Regions from separate parts of the Bicyclus anynana genome. Here region 1 is linked to region 2. Evidence: chromatin contacts called from public Hi-C data. All regions are on one chromosome and are shown on one strand. The core of a region is the stretch at or near the end of the contact, and the rest is flanking DNA. Distances in the headings are between cores, read along the strand shown. Region 1 overlaps LOC112049523. Region 2 overlaps LOC112049547 (ribonuclease Z, mitochondrial).

Region 1 (6,098 bases), core at 2,724-5,223, 66 kb after region 2:
AGGAAGATTCCGCTCACTATAAATGGTCTAGGCCTTAAGTAACTTTTTAATTTTATAGACTTTTCCGGGATGAGTAGACAAAATTTGAATTTAACTCCACCCAAAGTGCGTAAAAGTTCAATAACTAGACCGAGAAAATGGGAATATACATACACTATTTTGAAGTAAAATAGATGTATATCATTTATTAAAAACTTCTTCCTAATATTATATTGTGTTTATTAAAACTTTTCTGCTTAATTGTAGTAGCCAACAATCATTTTTAATATTGTACAGGTTATAGTTAGAGGAATCTTAATTACGCAATTGTCGTTTAGATGCTACTATTCCCTGTTTTGTATGTTTTTATTACTGTTACTTTGTTACTTTTTAGCGATTTCAAAAAGATTTCATCATTTGTGCAGCTTTATCAATAAATTGGGGTTGACAGTCCGATAATATCTTCTAAAACTCATTGACCATACATTTTATTTTCGGCTTCTTTAAAACATAGATATCACTGCAATCATAAGACATGAGTCAAAATACTTAATAATTTCCAAAAATCATCAACTATCACTGCATAATTCATATAAACGATATAGTATTTGCTTACAATTACCATCATTCGCGACCATATTTTATTTAAAGACAAAAAAGCACAATTTAGGTGTCCATAACCAAAAGAATTGTCATGTCATTCAATGCATGGCCAAGAGCGACTCATCTCTACCTATATAATGGCCATCAATTCATATTATGTAATTTATACACACGGATTAGAATTAAAATATACCCGCATACAGTGTCAAAAAATATAAATATATACATGTTTCATTATAAGCAGCAACGAGATAGCAACTCTCAGCCGAGCCACACGGGGTCAGGGGGAATGCCCTCGTCAGCCGGTTCGGGGGACTCCGCGTCGGGCTCGGAGGGAGATGAGGTGGAGTTCGTGCCCTCCTCGTGGGACTGCCGCGCCGCGCCCTCCAAGTCGTCGCTCAGGAGCTTGGAGCAACCGCAGGTTAGTGATTATTATGGCCTTCATCGTCAGTATTTTGAAGTGCCAACTACTAAACCAGGCCTCTTAAGAGAATGGAATACACAGGGTATTAATGATCATTATGCGATGTCAATTATAATGACCAGCACTGACAGCTTGACAGCTTAACGTGCTTCTGTAAGACTTCTGGAGCTCCACTATCTTGTTCCTGCTTCTCCCTTCTATAGCAGAACAGCGAGACGTCGTAAAGGGTGGCATCCCTACGTCATTGATATCAAAACGACCAGCACCAAACGTTTCACTTCAACATTTCTTATTCCAAATGTTAACGTGTTGTTCGCCCTTCTGGCGTCTGGGTTTCCTGCCACCTACAATCTGAACACCTTCGAAGCAAGAGAGAAAAGGCACTTCTTAGCAAGCGCGTCAGTCACTTCCTAGAGTACCTTATTGCTTTCCATCAGACATAATTGTAATAAAGCTCAGACGAATTATAAAGAGCTCCCTAAAAATGCGTGCTTGTGTAGTTTAATAGCATAGAATATATCAAATTTAAAAAAAAACAGTATCTAAAAAGAATCGATTCTCCAGCCGGAAGAGCAAAACATCGATCAAGTAATCAAATATTCTGTTCGTTTGTTAGTCTGTTAAAATTACTCATCTAAAATTAGTTTTATATTGCGAATGGAATTTCTCGATGTGTGTAGTTTAAGGACATAATATGTTTATTGGTGTTAAATATTTACGATGTGCGAGTTTAACCCGTCCCCATCAAAAAACGACAGTAATTTTTGTTGGTGAATTTGGGTGCGATACAAGTCCACAGGTATTTGGTCTAAGTAGTCAAGTGCAAGTCTAATGACCAAGAAAAAAATATTAAGTAATTTCAAACAGTTGTAACTGCATGAAACAGGACAGCAAGAAGCGCGTGGTGTTCAAGCGGCAGAAGTACCACTGCGTGTACGAGTACCCGCGCGAGGCGGCCGACGTGGACGCCGACTCGCCCGCCGCCTACCTGCCCGACTTCTCCACATACTCAGGTAGGACGTAATCAGTGGCGTGTACAACGTGTTTAACTAGGATATGCACTCATCAACTTCATCATCTTCTTCATTATTAACAGACGTAAGCCTCTTGCATGGATTTCCAAACAAAACGGTCTTGAGCCGCCAGCATCCCTGCAACCCGCTTGATGTCCTCAGTCCACCTAGTGGGGAGTCGACCAACACTGCGTTTTCTAGGGGGTCGCCATTCCAGCACTTAGGGACCCCAACGTCCATCGGCTCTTCAAACTGTGTTGTCCTGCCCATTGTCACTTTAGCTATGCGACTCGCTGAGCTACGTCAGTGACTTTGGTTCTTATGCGGATCTCCTCATTCCTGATTCGATATAGAATAGATATAAAGAAACTCCAAGCACTATACGTAAAAATTGTAAAGAAATGTAAAATTCCTTCTCGAACACATATTTGTAGTGATTCTAAGAAATGCATGCCAATGATCATAATGTTCATGAAAAATCAATACTTTATGAGTCATGACACAGTCGCAGGCTGACACACTGAGCTAGAGTCGGTCAATGAAAGTACATTAAAGACATTCGTTGGGTCAGACGATCTGCAGACAACGTCAACCGTAGCTTAAGCAGATCCTTTGATTTGGACGCAGAAACCCGACATGCAACCGGTGGCAAGACTTTGTGGCTACGTCGGCTTTTTAGTCTTTCTTCGATTCTTATCTCGCGCCATATCAACACCCACAAATTTTCTCAGCGTATCATCTTCATCAGGGTATCTGATTACTTGGATACTTTCAGGATCTGATTATTTGGATACTTTCAGGGGAGGGATGACTCCCTCCCTTGTGTGTCAAACGCCAGTAATGAGTGTTATCGCCAATGTTGAGGCTCAATGAAATAACTAAAGTAATTTCACCGCAGAATGGGATCCGACGAGTGCGGAAGAGGCGGAACTCGGCTACGGGCAGCTGTTCGGCGCGCCCAGCCCGCTCGACATGTTCCCGCTCCGAGCCGGCATCGCTATCGGCGCAGGTTTGTGTGCTCACTGTTACACCTCGGCTAAGGGCAGAATATATTATATTCTTGCCTACAAGTATCTCTGAAACTATCGAACTCTCGAAGACTCGCCGGGGGTCTACATTGATGTAACATAAAAATAGGGGTTCACGATGCGTAAGGGGGGGTCTACGAAAATTTATCTGGTTTCATACCGAATGGGGGGTTTTCTAAATAAAATAATTTGGAATTGATTGCTTCCTTGTGTTCTGATATCAAAAATTAAAGTTGGCTGAAATAAATTTTTGCCTGGACAATTTTACTTTTTGTCATACACTCACAGCACAATCAATTAATTAATTAACTTATTAAGTAATCAATTCTCACTATTTTTTTTAACTGATTATTTCGTGATGGCATTTGATACAGCTAAACACATTTTTTCGAGTCGAGTTTTGGATAGAAATTTAGCAGGGGTCCACCGGAACCAGTAAAATGTGAAAGTGGTTTATGAGAAAAAAAAATTGGGAACCTCTGCTGTATATAGTTAAAATGGTGGTCTAGCAGTTTATATTCAAAGTGCACTTTGTTTTTGACTGTCCACAGATTACGACGAAGACTTCTTCATATCGTCGTCGGCGCGGCCGTTCGAGAGCCTCGGCGTGATGTCGTCGGCGAGCCAGTTCTTCCCCGGCGCGCACATCAAGCCGCTCGCCCGCGACCTCGCCGACGAGCTCGACGACTTCCCGCCGCCGCCATCGCCGCTGCCGACGCCAACGTACGTCCCCAGCAGGGCCCCATCCCTAGACTTCACCACCCCGGACTCGGGCGTAGAGGACATCACCCCGGGATCCATCACGGACGACGATTTTAAAGCCAAAAAAATGCTAGATTCCGAGTCGACGCAGTGCTGGAGGTCGGTGGACAGCACCAGTTCCAGCGAGTCGGTGAGCCCGAGCTCTCCAGGGGGGGAGTCCCTGGGTGGGCTTCGTCACACGCGGGACAAGCTCAAGCTGGATCTACCCCCCAGTCCGCACATCCCCTCCCCGCGACACAACCGTGTGTTCAACTTCGTGCTCGACAAACCCAAGCGGAGAGACGAGAAGCCCGCCGAGGTGGGCACGACCCCCCTCGTGATGACGGACGAGACGCCGATCATAACGATGTCGCTGCCTCTGCCCAAGGATTGTGATGATGCTATCCCCGAACCGACGTTCTCCACTTTCGGCAAAGGGTCGACGAGCAAAGCGACAAACGCGGACGAAAAGATCGTCCTCACGGATGAAGACAACGTTGAAGTGAAGGAGGAGACATCCACGAAGGTGGAGCCCGTCAAAGGGGAGGGAACCGTCCTGGACAGCGGGGACGAGGACTCCGGGATAGAGAGCAGCTCGAAGGCCACTCTCGAGCGGAACAAAACACCGAATATCTCTTAAGTAGATCAAACGTGTAGATGTAGATTTCTTATTGTATATAATATAAGTAGATGTGTATTTGGCGACTTTTTTGCGCGCCATTTGTCAAAGTAAAATCAACTTAATGGTGTTTGTTTCAAAACTCATTTTCGTTTACACATTCATATCATTATTCAATAATGCAATCTTATGCAGTGGATACAGATTCGTGGTTCGTTTATTTATATGCACGTGAAAAAGTCGCCGAGTGCGAAGGCTTGAAGTCCGAGGCGTTGAGGCTTCGGTTTTTGTACGTACTGCGGAGTGATACGAGCATGGGTCGAAAATTTGTAGATTATTACATATTTAAATAAATGAAAAATATTAATGAATGAAATGAATATGTTGAATACTCAATTTGTGACGTAATAAAGTCAGTATAACAAATCAGCGTGAACGCATTAATAATTACATGATGCGTATATCAAGATCCATTTCACATCGAAATCGGTAGTTTTAAGCGCGAAATTTAGTATCATAAAAAAGGTTTTCACAATTTTCAGATCATTTACTTGTGTGTCACATAATAGGGTAGTTGACTCACATCAAATTTAATATACACAATATTAATTTCCTACATGGAACAATGGTCCGATATATAAAGAGATTGTAATTAATAAAAGTTAAGTTTTTCAAATTTTTCAAAAGTTAAAAACGCCGTCGTCCATTTTGTGACGTCACAATGTTACTTGATGTATTAAACGTCAAACTAACCAAACGCTCCGTTTGGTAAAGGATTCGTTAACGTGACGTCATGAAAGAGTTAAAATATAGCCCATCATGGCCGACAGCGTTTTGGCTCGTATTGTCAAAAAAAATATTTTATAATTAAAATTTTCGCAACGCAACGATTCTTATGGAGTAAACTTCAAAAAGTGTCAACTAGCCTATTATGTGATACTATCGTATGTAAAGCTAAATAAAGCGCTTACATCGCTGGAAGTGTCAACTCGTCCGCTCCGCTCGCGTCGAGCCATACATTTGAATACGTTGGCCGTAGTGTGTCGATGCCATTGTACTCGTAAGTTTACATACCGTCTTATTGGTTAAGTGTTCGATATTATAGTATTAAAATTTTTTATTATTTTGCATGACATTTTTTATACATATCGGAATTCAATTATTTTTTTTTTAATTTATATCTTCAAATACAGTGAAATTATTCATAATGCAATGTTTGATTTAAAGTGAACATCGCGAGGTGTTTCGACAGAGACGTATTATGGTACAAATAACCGTGAACGGTATATATTATGTAGATATAGCGCTTTGATTATTGTAATGATTACTGTAGGATCGTCGAACGCCCCCGAAGCGGCCTACTCAGGGCCTGTAGCCAAGTAGCGCGTCGATTCTCTTTCTACGATCGCTATCGCTTCGAAAACTAGAAAAAATGTATAGAAATGACAGACCTTGATCACGTCCTGTCGATAGCAAATGTCATATACATGTTATTGAAACAAAAACTAAAGTTGTTGCTCTGTAAAGATAAATTTATTTGTTTTGAACATCGCAAGTCATCTTGGCAAATACAACTTATTTTTACACTCATGGTACAAACAACTATTATTTACTAACCTGTAAAGAGTTTTATAAAACAACATTAAAAGCTATTGCTTCAAATATTCTTTCACACTCATAGTTATAATTAT
Region 2 (5,804 bases), core at 585-3,084:
AATAAAACATTATAGCACAAATTCACCAACGCAACTAGCAGCGTGACGGCGTGCACGCTGCCTAACAAACAACTAAGCTAAAGTCATTAAATACCCTCTTATTTATATCATTACTGTTGCAACAATTCTGTACAAATAATAATATAAATAATGAATGTTAATACAACGCATTAAACCTCGTAACACTTGTTAACTACGGAACCTTAAAAAGATATACCACACACCTGCATGTTGTCCAAGGCGATCCCGACGCTATTGTCGTTGAGTATGTGCGTTGAGGCGCGTACCGTTGACTGAAATGCGTCAGCACCGTGTACTTGACGTTCATGCGCTTCCCACTTTTCTACCTTTCTAGTAGTAATAGTCTCCGAGCTAAACTTCGGAAGGACAGACAGACATGACGAAACTAAAGGTTCCTTGTTGACTATACGGAACCCTAAAACACTATGTAACACACACCTGCATGTTGTCAAAGGCGATCCCGACGCTATTGTCGTTGAGTATGTGCGCGTTGAGGCGCGGCAGGCGCGCGTACCGCTGGCTGAAGTGCGTCAGCACCGTGTACTGCGCGCCCATGCGCTTGCCCACGTCGATGGCCTGCGACGTGGTCGAGTGCATCTTGATGCGCGCCTCGTCGGACAACTCGTCCTCCATTGTCGCTTCGTGGATTAGAAGCGTTGAGTCTTTACCTGGAATTTTATAAAAAAAACATCATCAGCTTTTGTATTTCGGTTTTTTTTTATTATCTACAAGTTAGATCTTGATTATGATAAATCTTTAAAAAAAAAGTTTGTTCAACAACAAAAGCTTTGTTGGTGTTTTGTTGTATCAGACACTGCATTAATAAATCATAATTTGTAATTCCATTCGTTTATTCTGTGAACTCCAGTAGATATAGTTGTCAGTCAATCGATATGATTATATTACGTAATATTCAGCAATTATTGAAATAATATTCTATTTCATAAAAAAAGAACACCTAAACAAATCATTGAATCATGAAGAAATCTTCTGAATTAAACCAAGTTCCTCCTGCAGCAAGTTCTATATTAGAAAAGGTAGTTAGGTACCGAAAGCTGTCCTACACAATGATAATTTTATACTAAAGATCTGTTACGTCCCCACAAAATACTCTCTCCATCACACTATGGAGGCACTCGTACAGTATATCCAAGGACGACTAAGAAAATCATCTCGGTGTACGGTGGCGATCAGACTTCATGTGTGATATCAAACAACACGTCGAAGTGATCACGTTGCTTGGTATACTAAATCTGATATGGACGACGCGTTTAGGCTGGGGCCAGTAATTTTCCTTTTCTTCAATTTACTCTCTCCATCTCCATTCTATCACAGAACAGCGAAGATGTAGAATACCCTTCCGGCTTATGTGTTTGTAAACACTTACCATTTGTACCCTTCAAGGCAAAAGTTAGTAGGCATCTTCAAGGCAAGCGCGCTCCAACCTAAACTTCTGTATTGCCTTCCATTAGGCCAGATTGTAGTCAATGCTCAAGTCTTCTTCTTCTTCCTTTGTCGCAACAACCTTTTGTGGCTCTCGGCCTCCTTAACCAATTTTCTTGTATGTTCTTATTATTGTGGTCAACATTGGTCAACATCTTATTCCATGCTGAATGCTTAGTCTAACATGGTTTACTTAACAAGTATTTAGTATTGAGAAGTATTATGTACATAGCGCAAGTGTATTCTGAATAAAAAAAAATTTCTTCACTCACCAATCTTAACAAGCTCGTCGCAAGGTATGGTGTCACCAGAGTACGTGACCTTGTAGGACTGGTTCACGTCTATCGCCACCCCGAAGGCGTTGGGGCAGTGTGACACGAGGCACGTCTTGATGTCTTGCACGCCCATGCTGGCCAGCACTGCTGACGTCAGCTCCGGGTTTGGGTTGTCGAAGTTTGACGCGAGCTGCAAAATAAGAATCATTTAAGCCCAGACTCAGACCGATTACTTATTATTAGACCTGCCTCGCTATAGATGACACTCCCATGATATGCGGGCGACGGGGGGATAGGACTGCGTGGGGTATGTAGTCCCCCCTCCCAGCCCGCGCGAACTATTGGGAGTGTTACGAACGAATTTGCCAAGCTATAGAGGTAAAAATATTATCATGATCAAATGTGTTCTTTATAATGACCAGACCAAAGCTTTAACTCCTGCTCCACGAGACATGGAAGCATAGAACTGTAACTTCACATCTCTGGCCGAGAATTTCTAGGAACAAAGAAAACCTCAATACTTACTACTACAAGCCTGATGCAGAACCTATTGAGCTGTACCTAAATGGGCTAGTTACTAAACTAAATACATTAAATTAGTTATTGTTATATACTTTTTGTATATTTGTTATAAATTAAATTACTTATATACTTATACTTTTTGTAGATTAGATTAGAATATATTACATAACGTTGTAGCTAAGAAACTAATGACATTACATATACTCTGAAAAAAAATTGTGAATGTTGTGAAAATCTTTTAAATAGTTAAGCATTGATATAACCTAAAATTGTAATTAAATGTAAGCATGATTTTAATGTATTAACGGTAGATTTTCCTAAATAAATAAATAAATAAATAAAGGGTTAGTTCTTGGACTTACCAAACTCTGATTAGGTATAAGTGTGAAGTCGTCTCGGATGGGCTCAAACTGGTGGTCATATATGGACAGCCACGTGACTATCTGCCCCGGAGCCAGCAGGTACACAGGCTTCATTGGCTTGTTTGACTCCAACTCTTCAAACGCCTGCCGTCGAGCTTGCAGTACTCCGATCAAACCTGCGCGTTAATGTTACCTCATCATTATCAACCCATATTCAGCTCACTGCTGAGCTCGAGTCTCCTTTTAGAATGAGAGGGGTTAGGCCAATAGTCCACTACGCTGGCCCAATGTGGATTGGCAGACTTCACACACGCATAGAACTGAGACAATTCTATGGTATGCAGGTTTCTTCACGGTGTTTTCCTTCACAGTTTGAGACACGTGATATTTAATTTCTTAAAATGCACACAACTGAAAAGTTGGAGGTCGGAATCGGAGGCAGAGGCAGAGGTCCTATCCACTGGACTATCACGGCTTGTAATGTTACCTAATACTAATAAATAATAAACAATACATAAGATATAGTGAGTCGTGATAGCTCAGTGGATATCTGCCGATATCAAAGTCTTTGCCGGTAGGGTGGTAACTTTGACGGCCTCCGTGGCGCAGTGGTATGCGTGGTGGATTGACAAAACGGAGGTCCTGGATTCGATCCCCGGCTGGGTCGATTGAGATTTTCTTCCAGGTCTGGCTGGTCGGCCGTGGCTAGTTACCACCCAACCGACAAAGAGGTATCGCGAAGCGATTTAGCGTTCCGTTATGATGTCGTGTAGAAACCGAAAAGGGGTGTATATTTTCATCCTCCTCCCAACAAGTTAGCCCGCTTCCATCTTAAACTGCATCATCACTTACCATCAGGTGACATTGTAGTCAAGGGCTTACTTGTAAATTATAAAAAAAAAAAAAACTAACCAGGGCCGCAGCCTCCCACCAGCCAGACCTGGACCAATTAATGATAGTATATAAATTAAATAATACAAACCAATATGGTGGTCGGCATGGAGATGCGATATGTAGATAGCTTTCAGCTTCCTCAGGAAGTGGTTGACTTGCTTGGTGCCGTAGAAGCGTACCAGCTGCCCGAACGTGCCCTCGCCACAGTCCAGCAGGATGGACCGGTGCTCACTGGAGATACATTCATGGATCAGTACAATATTACTTTTAAGATACAATATTAGTTTAAAAATAAAGATACATACTCGACATGTACAACAATAACGCTAGTGTTCCTCGTCTTGCTGGGTATGCAGGACCCGGTCCCCAGGAACACAAGTTAAAGTCAGTCTCGTTTAATGGATAAAGGTACATACTCGACATGTATCACAATGGCGCTAGTGTTCCTCATCTTGCTGGGTATGCAAGACCCAGTCCACAGAACACAAGTTAAAGTCAATCTTGTTTAATGGACAAAAGTACATACTCGACATGTATCACAATGGCGCTAGTGTTCCTTCTGGGTATGCAGGACCTGGTACCCAGGAACACAAGTAAAGTTTAATAAATAAAGGTACGTACTCGACATGTACACCAGCGGCCTAGTGTTCTTTGTCTTGGTGGGTATGCAGGACCCGGTGCCCAGGAAAACAAGTTAAAGTCAGTCTAGTTTAATGGATAAAGGTACATACTCGACATGTATCACAATGGCGCTAGTGTTCCTCGTCTTGCTGGGTATGCAGGACCCGGTTCCCAGGAACACCACCCGAGGATACTCCTCCGAGTTGCTCTTAGCGTAACGCGCGCTGTCCGCGAGGCTGCGGAACTTCTCCAAGCTGGCTACAAACCCATCCGCGCCCATTGTCTCTTGGATGTAGTCTTGTATGTGGAGCTTCGGCTCGGACGACCTGTGTACAATTAAACATCGTTACTACTCTACTACTCAACTATACTATAGCCGAATCCAGCAAATACCGTTTACTAACAAACCGTTGCTTAGCAACCAAAGACAGGCAGGTGTTGACTACCTATTGGTCTCTGTTAAAATATTATTAACATTGTGTACCTACTGGAAATTACTTAAAAATACTTGAAATTAATAAATGTGAGGGTTTTCAATTATATATTTGTATATATCTATACTAATATTATAAAGAGAAAAGATTTGATTGTTTGTATGTAATGCATAGGCTCCAGAAGTACAGAAGCAATTTGAAAATTCGTTCACTGTTAAGAAGATACAGATAGAGGTGTATAAGTAGAATAAGACAGGGATTGAGTCAAAAGTCAGCCATTGATTACATAGGTACGTTTCGTTCTACGACACCAGCGTTGAATAAAACTTTTTAATTTAGTAAGGTATAACCAATATAATACGTCATCAACCCATATTCACGTCATCAACCCATATTCGGCTCACTGCTGAGCTCGAGTCTCCTCTCAGAATGAGAGGGGCTAGGCCAATAGCACGCTGCTCCAATGCGGATTGGCAGACTTAACACACATAGAGAATTAAGAAAATTCTCTGTTATATAAGTTTCGTCACGATGTTTTAATTCACCATTTGAGACACGTGATATTTAATTTCTTAAAATGCACACAAGTGAAAAGTTGGAAGTGCATGCCCCAGACAGGATTGGAACCTACACCTTCCGGAATCGGAGGCAAAGGTCATAATTATCCACTGGGCTATCACGGCTACAACCCTACTGTAATTAAATTAATGCGTAGCGCGAAATCTATAAAATGTACATCAATTAATAGACGTTGGGATCCCAAGGTGCTGCAATGGCGATCCCGTACTAGAAAATGAAAGAAAGAAAGAAAATATCTTTATTGCTACGTTGGTGATGTGTTGGTCGACTCCCCAGGACTGACGACATCAAGCGAGTCGCAGGGATTCGATGGATGCAGGCGGCTCAGTATCGTAATGTTTGGAAGTCCCTACAAAAGGCCTATGTCCTGCAGTGGACGTCCATCGACTGACATGATGAACAGATCTTACCTATCAAGTTCCTTCTTCGGTCGCAAATGGAAGGTAGTGAGAGTTCGCGCCGACACCAGCTCGAGTTTGTCCCCGTCGCTCAGCGCCGCGTCTCCGCCGCTCGCGCCCTCCATCCTAATGAGATTCTGGAACTGTGCCACCGCGATCTATAAAACACGTTGCCTGTCGCCACACCCAGTGTATACGAACCCAGCAATAACCAGTAGCAAGCCAAGCATACGTTGCCATATCCAGGATCCGACA

What was found. A called contact is a pair of places that touch in the nucleus more often than the background predicts.
Region 1: a contact with region 2 is called in a Hi-C map of whole body, with 4 times the contacts expected there. The contact joins two enhancer-like sites. A contact is called at or near these places in 2 of 2 Hi-C or Micro-C datasets (whole body and whole larva).

Annotation. Positions count from the first base shown.
Region 1 is chr11:2,599,423-2,605,520 of ilBicAnyn1.1, forward strand. It overlaps LOC112049523, which reads left to right. Exons shown (of 18, transcript XM_024087455.2): 15 at 827-1,003; 16 at 1,893-2,019; 17 at 2,918-3,028; 18 at 3,599-6,098. The coding sequence ends at 4,428. Among protein-coding and RNA genes, the nearest start is that of LOC112049533, 16 kb to the right of the region's middle. Within about 2 kb of position 3,974, at least 7 of the 8 cell types and tissues checked have open chromatin away from gene starts, as enhancers often do.
Region 2 is chr11:2,535,412-2,541,215 of ilBicAnyn1.1, forward strand. It overlaps LOC112049547 (ribonuclease Z, mitochondrial), which reads right to left. Exons shown (of 16, transcript XM_024087482.2): 10 at 5,562-5,707; 11 at 4,249-4,464; 12 at 3,606-3,748; 13 at 2,624-2,799; 14 at 1,737-1,929; 15 at 460-689. Among protein-coding and RNA genes, the nearest start is that of LOC128198476, 6.1 kb to the left of the region's middle. Within about 2 kb of position 1,835, at least 2 of the 8 cell types and tissues checked have open chromatin away from gene starts, as enhancers often do.